Linked DNA regions of Danio rerio: all the other regions are linked to region 2. A link is a contact called in public Hi-C and Micro-C data. All regions are on one chromosome and are shown on one strand. The core of a region is the stretch at or near the end of the contact, and the rest is flanking DNA. Distances in the headings are between cores, read along the strand shown.

Region 1 (3,481 bases), core at 414-2,913, 340 kb after region 2:
TGGGACTAAAGCAGGAAAGATTTCAGCTGCTGTTTAAACTTTCCATGCCTTTTTACACCTTCCTTTCTTCATGTGTTCCATACTTTATCCTTGTGTCATTTAGTTTTTTTTTACACATAACTTGTTTTTCTGATCTAATTAGTTTTGTTTTATTTATGTGTATGGATAAGGGTTGACCAATCAATACTGAAATTTAAAAAAACATTCTTGCTAACATTTGAGCACTGTTGAGACAACTCACCACTGTTTACTGAGTGTAAACACAGATACAGGGACACCGGAGCGTTTCGAAAGTCACATCGATCAGCTGGTTTGTTTATAAGCTGACATACGAGGGATCCGCTGATGGATCAAGACTTTAAAATGTTCCAGTGTCCCTGTATCTGTGGTTACACTCCGTAAAAAGTGTGAGTTCGGTAAACTGATGACTTTCGAGCCACAGCACTGTTTTAGAATGTGTTAAACAGCACTCAAATGTTAGCGGGAAATGAACATTTTTAAACCCTAGTATGGATTACCTTGGTTATTTGTTCAATACTTTTTATCCATATAATAATAATATCAAAAATAGTAATAACTATAGTAATCAATACTAACTAATATAACATTGCTGGTCATATTATTATCTCATGTTTGTAGTTGATGACAGGGTGAACTGTTTACATTTCTTCAGTATTATCAGCTGTTCCTACACAAAAAATTGACATGGTTTATTTAAGGATTTAAGATATCACTGTCTTTTTTTTTTCTTTGGAATGTCATACATTGGGTTGCTTTATAACAATGGATGATATGTTTAGGTTCACAGGGTATTGATAAGATTAAGACTGAAATGTCTGTTTCTCATACTAGCTCCGTATGTTCATGCACAATCGGTGATGAACAGCACACAATTAATGAAAAATGACATTCCTAAGAGAGCACAGGGTTTGGGATAGCAGATATTACGCAAGTAGATAAGAAAGAGGTTGAGGAAACTCAAAAATACAAATACTACTTTTAGAAAGGTACATATTCCTGTTTTCCTATGTCTTTTATCAGCTTTTTGTATCCTGTGTGAAGAGAAAAATTGCCTGTGTGCATGACAGGATATGTGGGAGTTTTTTTTAGACAGAGCTGTTTCATTAGAAGGGATTGATCAGTGCTTGTAGTATGTTTGACATTGGAGAACCCTGAATGTTAATTGTTGGATTGATTTGTCAGGGGAAAAATGCAGTTCATCTTTATAAGCTCTTGAAAGCCTGTTACAATGTACTGTATGTGTTTTTGTGAAGTACCATAGTAACTGCTTTCATAACAGCATGATTTCAAAGGCAACAGCGCTTCATAGTGGCCTGTCTCCTGAACTGCCTCTTACTGGGTTCAGTGATTCAAGCTAGTGAAACTACTTCTTTTATTGCTGTAACATATCCTGGCATCTGGTTTTGATGTTGCAGGCTGCTCATTTGTGAGCAGGATCAAAAGGTTTTAGGATCTTGGTTTATTTTTACAAGGTCTGCAAACAAGTAGTACCGGAGAGGCTTGGACACACAAAAGTCAAATATATTTCTGGTGGCACACAGTAGAGCAGCTCTTCTAAGATCAAAGCTAATAGTGTGTCCAAGATGACACCAAACAAAAAAAATATGTGAGCTTGCAGTTGCAGGACCAGGATAGAAAGTAGCTCTATTTGATTATTTAGAAATAAGAATGGTGTATATATGTCCAAACTATTAGGTCTTTAGGGAAATTTTATTTATTAAAAAATATATACTTTCCAAGCGACATTTATTGGAAATTTTTTTTTTTTTTTTAACATATTATCGCTGATGTTCAGCTTCCTGAAGTTTTTTTTTCCCTCTCTGCTGTCACCACTAGCTTGCATGGTTTGGGATCGGTAGAGCTACGCATCGATGGATTTGCTGCTTAGTGTTTAAGCCCTAAATAGTGACGAATATACCATACTGAACTGAGCTGAACTTAACTAAACTTAAACACTAAATACTGAACTACACTGTTTCAATTTACTATGATCTTTTATGTGAAGCTTCTTTGACACAATCTACATTGTAAAAGCGCTATACAAATAAAGGTGAATTGAATTTATTGACTTATTAAACAAAATTGTTTTAATAGTTAATTTCTAGTAACTCATTAATTTTGGCTTCGTATTTATATAGAGTACTACACATAATGATGACGTATAAATTTTTGGTGGGACCTATATGCTTTCTTAGGATTTTTTTAAAAGTGTTTTCTGTCATTGTTTAGCCTGCATTAATACATTCATTGTAAGCTGTACATTTAAACGTTTAAAGATTATGATCTCAATTCAAACCCGTGCAACATGAATAATAATGATTTGCATACGTTTCTTAATCCTTCGAATCACTGCATTTAAATCTGCTTTTGATCAAGAGAGATTAAGTTTTTACACTTTTTCAGTTCGTTACAAACAATTAAATAACACAGAAGTACTGGAAGAACAGTTTATATATCAGGTATATACTCTGATGTTTATGGTAAAGCTTAAAATCACTGTTTAATGGAACTTGATGCTGGTGAATGTTGTTGCAAAAACATTGTGTAACCAGTGGGTGGCGACAAACTAGGGTTGGGTCGATAGACGATGCCATCGTCCATTGCCGATGGCCAATAGACAACACAATGCAGAGGCCGCTTCGCCAATCCTCTGCCCAGCCCCAGTTGCAAACCCACTCGCAGAAAATACACACCTAGGCCGTTTACACTAAGGCCGTACTCACACTATATACAGTTGCTTCAAACAAAGCACGCTTGACCCCCTTCCTGTCTCCCCCGCAGGCCCACACTCACATTATAATCGGGCCTGGGCACGCTTACGTCATTGATGCTGTGCTGTTCAGTAAGCGCTCTCGCTCAGCAAAGTGGAGATATCTCTAGTTACATCGCTTTAGTTAGGGATGCGATGACACGCAGTCAGATCAGCCACTTTTGGCGCTCATAAACAATCATAAAGCTCTCGTGCTGCAGGAATTAGGAGGTTTGCTGAAGGTACGCAGCTGTTGTGCCGTGAGGGGTTTGCGTATTAAATAAACTACGACAGTTTGTGTTGAATGAACAGTAAGATTGATAAATAAATCCATTTGAAACAGTCCCTTAGGCGCGTTTTGCACTTACACACAAGCATACCCCGCCAAAGCCTAAGTAAACTAGTAGCAAAGATCATTTTTCATATTTAGTATTTTCCTTTTCTTTTAGGCTGGTTCCTTTTATTAAAATGACAGGTTCTATGTTTCTTAAAACCAATAGTTTTTGCTGTAATATTTTTATATAAATGGAAAGCAAATGACACTTGTCTCCTCCCTTTATTGCTGATCCAAAAAATGGTTTGATGCGTTACACCACTACTATTATTAGTATTTAGCTTAAAATGCAACTTAAAGGCTTAACTAGGTTATGTTAACTAGGTAAGTTAAGATATTAGAGTAAGTTATTGGATAACAGTGGTTTGTTCAGTAGC
Region 2 (3,311 bases), core at 423-2,922:
TTGTCTATAGCAGCATAATCTAAAAACCTGGATTTGTTCTGTTAGCTGTCACACGCCACAGATGTTTCATTTCCTCAGCACCAAATAATGACTTCAACAAAATTTCTAAGGTTTTTAAAACATGAAATTTTATTCAGGGACAATTTAAAAATAACCGAACATGCATTCATTTCTTACCTCAGAATTGTGAAGTTTAATAGGACATGTCTTTTGGTTAAACAAGCAGTTTCACATCATGGTGTTCACATGAGGCCTGTTTAAACTATGCTGAATTTAAATATATATCTTTAAGCAATTACTCAACTAACCTGAAACAATGTTCATTTTGCTTATATGAAAAAACATTAATCAAATAAAAATGTTAAATATTATTTTTGGTTATTTCAAAAACAAAGACATATAGCCTATAACAAATGCCATTATATATATACACACACACACACACACACACACACACACACACACACACACACACACACACACACACACACACACACACACACACACACACCCTGTTTATGTTTTTCCCCAATTCCCCCAAACGGAGAGCAGATTTTTTTAACACATTTCTAAACGTAATAGTTTTAATAACTCATTTCTAATAACTGATTTATTTTATCTTTGCCATGATGACAGTGAATAATATTTGACTAGATATTTTTCAGGACACTTATACTGTGACATTTAAAGGCTTAAATTGGTTAATTAGAGACTTTATCCTGAAAAGTGAATTTATTAATTAAGACTTTCTCCAGAAGAAAAAAAATATGATCAGGCATACTGTAAAAATTTCCTTGCTCTATTAAACATTATTTAGGAAATATAAAAAAAAAAACTCAAAGGGGGGCTAATAATTCTGACTTCATACATACATACATACATACATACAAATATACATATGTTTTTTTTTATGTTCGGGCTACAAAAAACTGAAGAGTGCCTAGTGCCTACCAGAGATTTAAAAATTTTTGCAAGCCCTGAATACCAAATAAAATAAGACTTGAAAACCTTTCTTAATCTTTAAATGTAATGGTTGCACTAATTTACAGTATGCGTACTTAACGTGTACCTACAGTACACTTACCTAAGAGCACTGGGCTATATAAGGTTAGAATCAGGGAGATGTTTAGGTATAGTACGTTTCCGTATGAATATAATGACTTTGGAAAATACGTAGTACGAGTGAAATGAAGTGCCGACGTTACCAATTTTATAAATGACAAAACGCTGGGATCGACAAGCATACTGAAAAGTACACAACAACTAAATGAACAGGTGGGCAGACAGTGTTTAGATAGTGACACGTTTGATGTAAAAATCTGTTCATTGTATTTCTTCTTACTTTATCGTGTCGTATGTATTTATCGAGAATAGTACATTGTTTATATAATTTAGTTTGTTAAAATATTTTATAATTATAATTAACAACAAACCCACTTACAAAATCTCCTGCATTTTCCTTTTGACAGTTAGCAGCATGAGCAAAACTCAATCAAATATGAACTTACTTTGGAGACACTCCTGGTCTGGCATAGTTAGCATTAGTGTGTCGAGGCATGTGACGCCCTTTTCTCATAAACCCACTTTTCTGGGCACCATCTCAGGTAAGCGAAACCCCAAAAAGTGTGAAATCACGTCTAGCGATGCTACAAGCTAGCAAAACAAACCCAGATATGATGGCGTTTGAATATGACGTCAGAAGCCAAGTCCGAATCCGACTAGTAAATGATTCATTCGAATCGAATCTTCTTAATATATAACAGTGTTTGCGATGCACGGAGAATGTGAGGCGGGAAATGTAAGTTCATTTTAATTACTAACAGCAGAGATAAAAACGAACTGGAAAAGGTTTATTTATTGAATGTGTTACCATTTTATGTGCACGCACTAAAGAGAGTTGTTTAAAGTAAATTCGTCGAAGTTTAGCTCGAAATGTCTTGTTTAAGAACTGAATCACGACTGCAACAATTGCTGAAACGTTTATAAATGTATCATTGTGACAGATCTATATGAATTTGTGGATTCGATGTAAAGTAATGGTCGGACAGAACTAAGTTTGTGAAAATTTGTTACTATTTTTGAAAGGGTTCATTAAAGAGAACTGTTCAAAAGAATCGATTCGCGGAAAGGAGTCAGACTCGAACTAGTCATGACGGAAAGCATTATGTGACAAAATACTACAATGGCCCTATCCAAACAAATCCAGTAGTTTTAGTAAATGTACAAATGTCTCATGTTTATAAACAGACCATCTAACTGATCAAACCGAGAACGAGTTGCCGTTTTATAACGTATTGAATTGCAGGATTGATTGATTTCGATCGTACAATATGTACACCGCTAACGTTACAGTGAAATCGCGTTTCACTTCTAGTTACCGGTGAATTTTACCGATGAAACTACATAGAAGTTCATTTATTTCTTACCTGAAAATCCGCGATGAACGCACCGCGGAACTCTAGATCCAGATGTTAAACGATTGCTGTCGGTGTCCGGGTGAAATGCTCAGATTTTCAGATCGTGTCTGTCCTGTTTGTCTTCTCTGGCTGTGGATGCTCTCATGCTCGGTTATTTTGACCGAACATTTGTGTGAAGACTCACATATGCAATATATTAGTCACAGCGCAAATGTTTGTAATTTAATAAACATATTTCATCTTACGAAGATAACAGTTACTCGCATCTACTGGAGACAAAACAGTCCAGCTGGGTTATTTAAACAGACCATTGAATAACACTGTGGTGTTAGTACATCTTGAAGCCACTAGAGGCTACTGTTGCAATGTGGATTTCGAACTAAGCTTTGTTCATTGTACTCTATCCAGGGGTTCCCAAACTTTTTAGCTCGCGACCCCCAAAATGACGATTCCAGTGACTTGTGACCCCCTCTATCGTTGGAGGTGGTTATAAACAGGGATGGGCAGTATTTATGGTACATGTATTTTTAAATTTGCAGTATTTTGTAATTTGTATTTGATAGAGTTTATGAAAATGGGCTAATTTTTGTATCCAATTACTTCAGTGTCTTGTGTTTTGAATAAAAAAAAACTGTAAAATACTTTGTAAGAAGTCTACATGATGACATCTTAAAAATGTGGCCTCAGATTGATGCTTTCTCAGTTATTTGCCGAGGCTTGAGATCAGAACAGAAAAATAATTAAGCAGGTGGTCAATGCTAATATGTAATGGCAGTATAGTATACTATTGAGATGGAATAAAATATCAGTCCTTAAGAACAGGATGAGGAGCTTTAGAGCATCCTCAGTGTCCACCTCAGGGCTGCAGGTGGAAATGCAGAGGATGTTTAGAAA
Region 3 (3,241 bases), core at 493-2,992, 280 kb after region 2:
ATATAATTTTAGCATAAAGCTCCTGACTGAATCAGTTTATCAGACTGTAACCTTACTCTCCCTTTGTTGAATGTTTCTGCAGGGTTTTTTTTTCCCTTAAGTATATTTAATTTATTGTGTTATGCTTCATGCCTTTTGTCCCAGCTTATATTTTTTTCTTGACCTATAGGCTATTACAATCAACACCAATTTGAGATTAACTTGATTTTATAAATGTACTATATCACATAACCAATTAACCTTTTGTAAAATCTTGAACATTTTTTTTAGAAACGGCAAATGTTTGAAGTTTACTACTGAAAAGTGTATACTTTACTGTTTTTCATTTAGTTTTAACAATAGTTAGGCCCTTTGGGGGGGGGGGGGGTGGCTCTGACTTTCAGCTTGTTTCAAAGTAGAAATTTCACCTTTTGAAGGGCACTTTAGAGTGAAAACAATCATGCCTGTGATATCAGTGCTCAAACTACCCTCTTTAAAAGGCCTTTTTTTTATGAAGGATTTTCAAGGATACAACATTACAGCCGAGATCCTTTTAAAAGTTTTTTTGGTGTCACACACCGTCTTAAATTCAGAAGGGGTCATCCCTCTGGCCTAATCCCTTCAGAGTGATAGGGCCTTCCTATTAGAACCCAATGTCAATGTATATGAAAATGTAGATGCTTTATTTATTTATTTATTTATTTATTTAATTTTATAAGTTTGTTGCTCTACAATGGCTTACCACTAGGTGGACATTTCCAACCACACTTATTAACCTTTGTCAACCTTTATAGAGCTATTGATCAAAACGTCTTATTTTTAAACACATATTTAAATGCAATGCATCATAAAATGTAATGCATGCATAAAAATAACATTCAAAGTATGATTTATGTCCAGTCACTATAATGATGTAAACTCAGATTCCACTTTGGATATGTTATGTTATGTTATGTTATGTTATGTTATGTTATGTTGATAATGTTATGTTTATAAGAATGACATCCTTGTATATTCTTATGCAGTTATCTTTGTAATAATGTAAAAAAAAATCTTGTGGAAAGCATAGTATATTATTATATCATGTTATACAGAAAAGAACATCCCTGGACTGTATTTTATGCATTTATCATTATGTTGATGATGTAAACAAAAACCTCCCTGGAGAAAAAGCAGCAGCAGTACCAGCCATCACCGTCCGCTACAACGGCGCTGCATCCCTGACTGGAGCTCTTGTGTTCTGGGTGGGGCTTTGCCAGTGGGACATTTCCTCTGGTGTCGGGTTTCTCCAGCGCACTGGCATTTAAATCTGCGGCAGTGGGAAGCCTGTGAACGCCTGTCAACGTGACTGAATCTGCTCTGCTGGAGGATTTGCCGCTCGTTTTCTTTTCTCTTTCACAACTGCAACATTTGTCGCGGTCGCTGAATGAGGCATTGTCGAGTGTTGCGGCGCGCGCTTTTATTCCAACAATAGCCTCAATTAAAGGCTGCCGCTCTGGCCATGTTTTGATCGTGAAATATCAGCATTATATTATGTAATAAGTTTCATTTTGTAATTATGATTTAGTCTTTTGTGCATTTTGTGTCGTGAGTGGCCTGCAGACAGGGGAACATTTTCAATGGACATTTAAAATACGTCGACGTCAGAAAAGATCCATTCATTCGAAAACACTACAGTCGGCGAGTTTGTGCGTATTTGTGGAAAAATTGTCCAAGTAAATAAAGAAATATTGTAGAAAGGCTGTATATATTAGAGTTGCATCATGTTCAGCTGGTTGGGTACCGATGACAGGAGGAAGAAAGATCCAGAGGTCTTCCAGACTGTCAGTGAAGGACTCAAGAAGCTCTACAAAACCAAACTGCTTCCTCTTGAGGAACACTACAAATTCCACGAGTTTCACTCACCCGCGCTGGAGGATGCAGATTTTGACAATAAACCCATGGTTCTCCTTGTGGGTCAATATTCTACCGGCAAAACCAGCTTTATAAGGTAAGATATACGTCTTTGCTCCTGTATAACAGGTGCGAATGTCCTGAGAAGTACGTATTAGCATTTTGTTGATGTATTTGAATATTGTTTCCTATACATTTGTTGTCTTTGCTGACTGGTAAGTGACACTGTTAACCAGGTAACATTGTTTTACATACATAAGCATTAAAATAATGAACATAAACGAGCAGTAGACGTGTGTATGAATGTATTGGTTATAGGATTATTTAATTGTATTAATTAAATTACTTGGTGTTTTAAGTAGTATTTATAGTCTCCATGTCTTTATTGATTCATGGCCGTTATAAAATGTCCTGTCATTTACTGTTAACATAAATTTTAAGTTTAAATATAATATATGATTTTTTTTCTTTTCTCAAGCCAGGTAACTTTATAATCACGCATCTTTAAATAAATATTATAAAAAAAGTTATATGTGCGTAAACATTATGAAATAAAGACATAAAAGTGCAGTAAACAATGTGTGTGAATGCATAGGTTATACAGTTTATGTATAAGTTTAATTGTATTAGTTTAAAGCAAATTATATTGTGCTTTAATTAGTATTTGTAAATAGTATTAATAATAGTAGTAGTAGTAGTAATAATATTGTTTTTACTGATTTATGGCCATAATAAAATGTCCTGTCATTTACTGTTAAGTTAAATTTTAAATTTAAATATAAGTAACTTTTTAATCAAGAACCATTAAATAAATACTATGAAGAACTCATAGGCGCCTAAACATTATGAAATGGACACATAAAAGTGCAGTAAAAATGTGTATGAATGTATAGGATATACAGTTTATGTATAAGTTAAATTGTATTAGTTTAAAGCAAATGGTATTATATGTGTTTTAAGTAAGATTTATAAATAATAATAATAAATAATGTCTTAACTGATTCATGGACATCATAAAATCTCTTGTCATTTATCGTTAAGTTTTACATTTAAATATAATATATTAATATGTTTTCTTTTCGCAAGCCAGGTAACTTTATAATCAAGGACCTTTAAATAAATGTTATGAAGAAGTGATATGTGCATACACATTATGAATATGGTCGCTGGTTTGAGCCTCGACTGGATCAGTTGGCATTTCTGTGCGGAGTTTCCATGTTTTTCCCGTGTTCGCTTGAGGTTCCTCGAGATGCTCCGGTTTTCTTCACAGTTCAAAGACATGCGCTATAGGTGAATTGGGTTAGCTAACTTGTCCGTAGTGTATGTATGTGAATGAGAGTGTGGGGATGTTTCCCAGTAATGCGTTGCA

What was found. A called contact is a pair of places that touch in the nucleus more often than the background predicts.
Region 1: a contact with region 2 is called in a Hi-C map of an unstated tissue, with 2.3 times the contacts expected there. The contact joins the enhancer-like site here to the promoter of angel2 in region 2. A contact is called at or near these places in 2 of 18 Hi-C or Micro-C datasets (caudal fin and an unstated tissue).
Region 3: a Micro-C map of caudal fin shows a contact between it and region 2, with 14 times the contacts expected there. The contact joins the promoter of ehd3 here to the promoter of angel2 in region 2. A contact is called at or near these places in 3 of 18 Hi-C or Micro-C datasets (caudal fin, hematopoietic stem cells and an unstated tissue) and 2 of 4 datasets of contacts at active chromatin or transcription factors (caudal fin and embryo).

What each region holds. Positions count from the first base shown.
Region 1 is chr20:41,547,783-41,551,263 of GRCz12tu, forward strand. The region is part of intron 1 of ccl38a.3 (chemokine (C-C motif) ligand 38, duplicate 3); the gene reads left to right. Among named protein-coding and RNA genes, the nearest start is that of ccl38.6, 6.8 kb to the right of the region's middle. Within about 2 kb of position 1,664, at least 6 of the 62 cell types and tissues checked have an H3K27ac peak or open chromatin away from gene starts, as enhancers often do.
Region 2 is chr20:41,204,780-41,208,090 of GRCz12tu, forward strand. It overlaps angel2 (angel homolog 2 (Drosophila)), which reads right to left and starts at 1,673. Exons shown (of 9, transcript NM_001029960.1): 1 at 1,509-1,673. The coding sequence starts at 1,576.
Region 3 is chr20:41,479,971-41,483,211 of GRCz12tu, forward strand. ehd3 (EH-domain containing 3) reads left to right here and starts at 1,743. Exons shown (of 6, transcript NM_001045004.1): 1 at 1,743-1,969. The coding sequence starts at 1,743.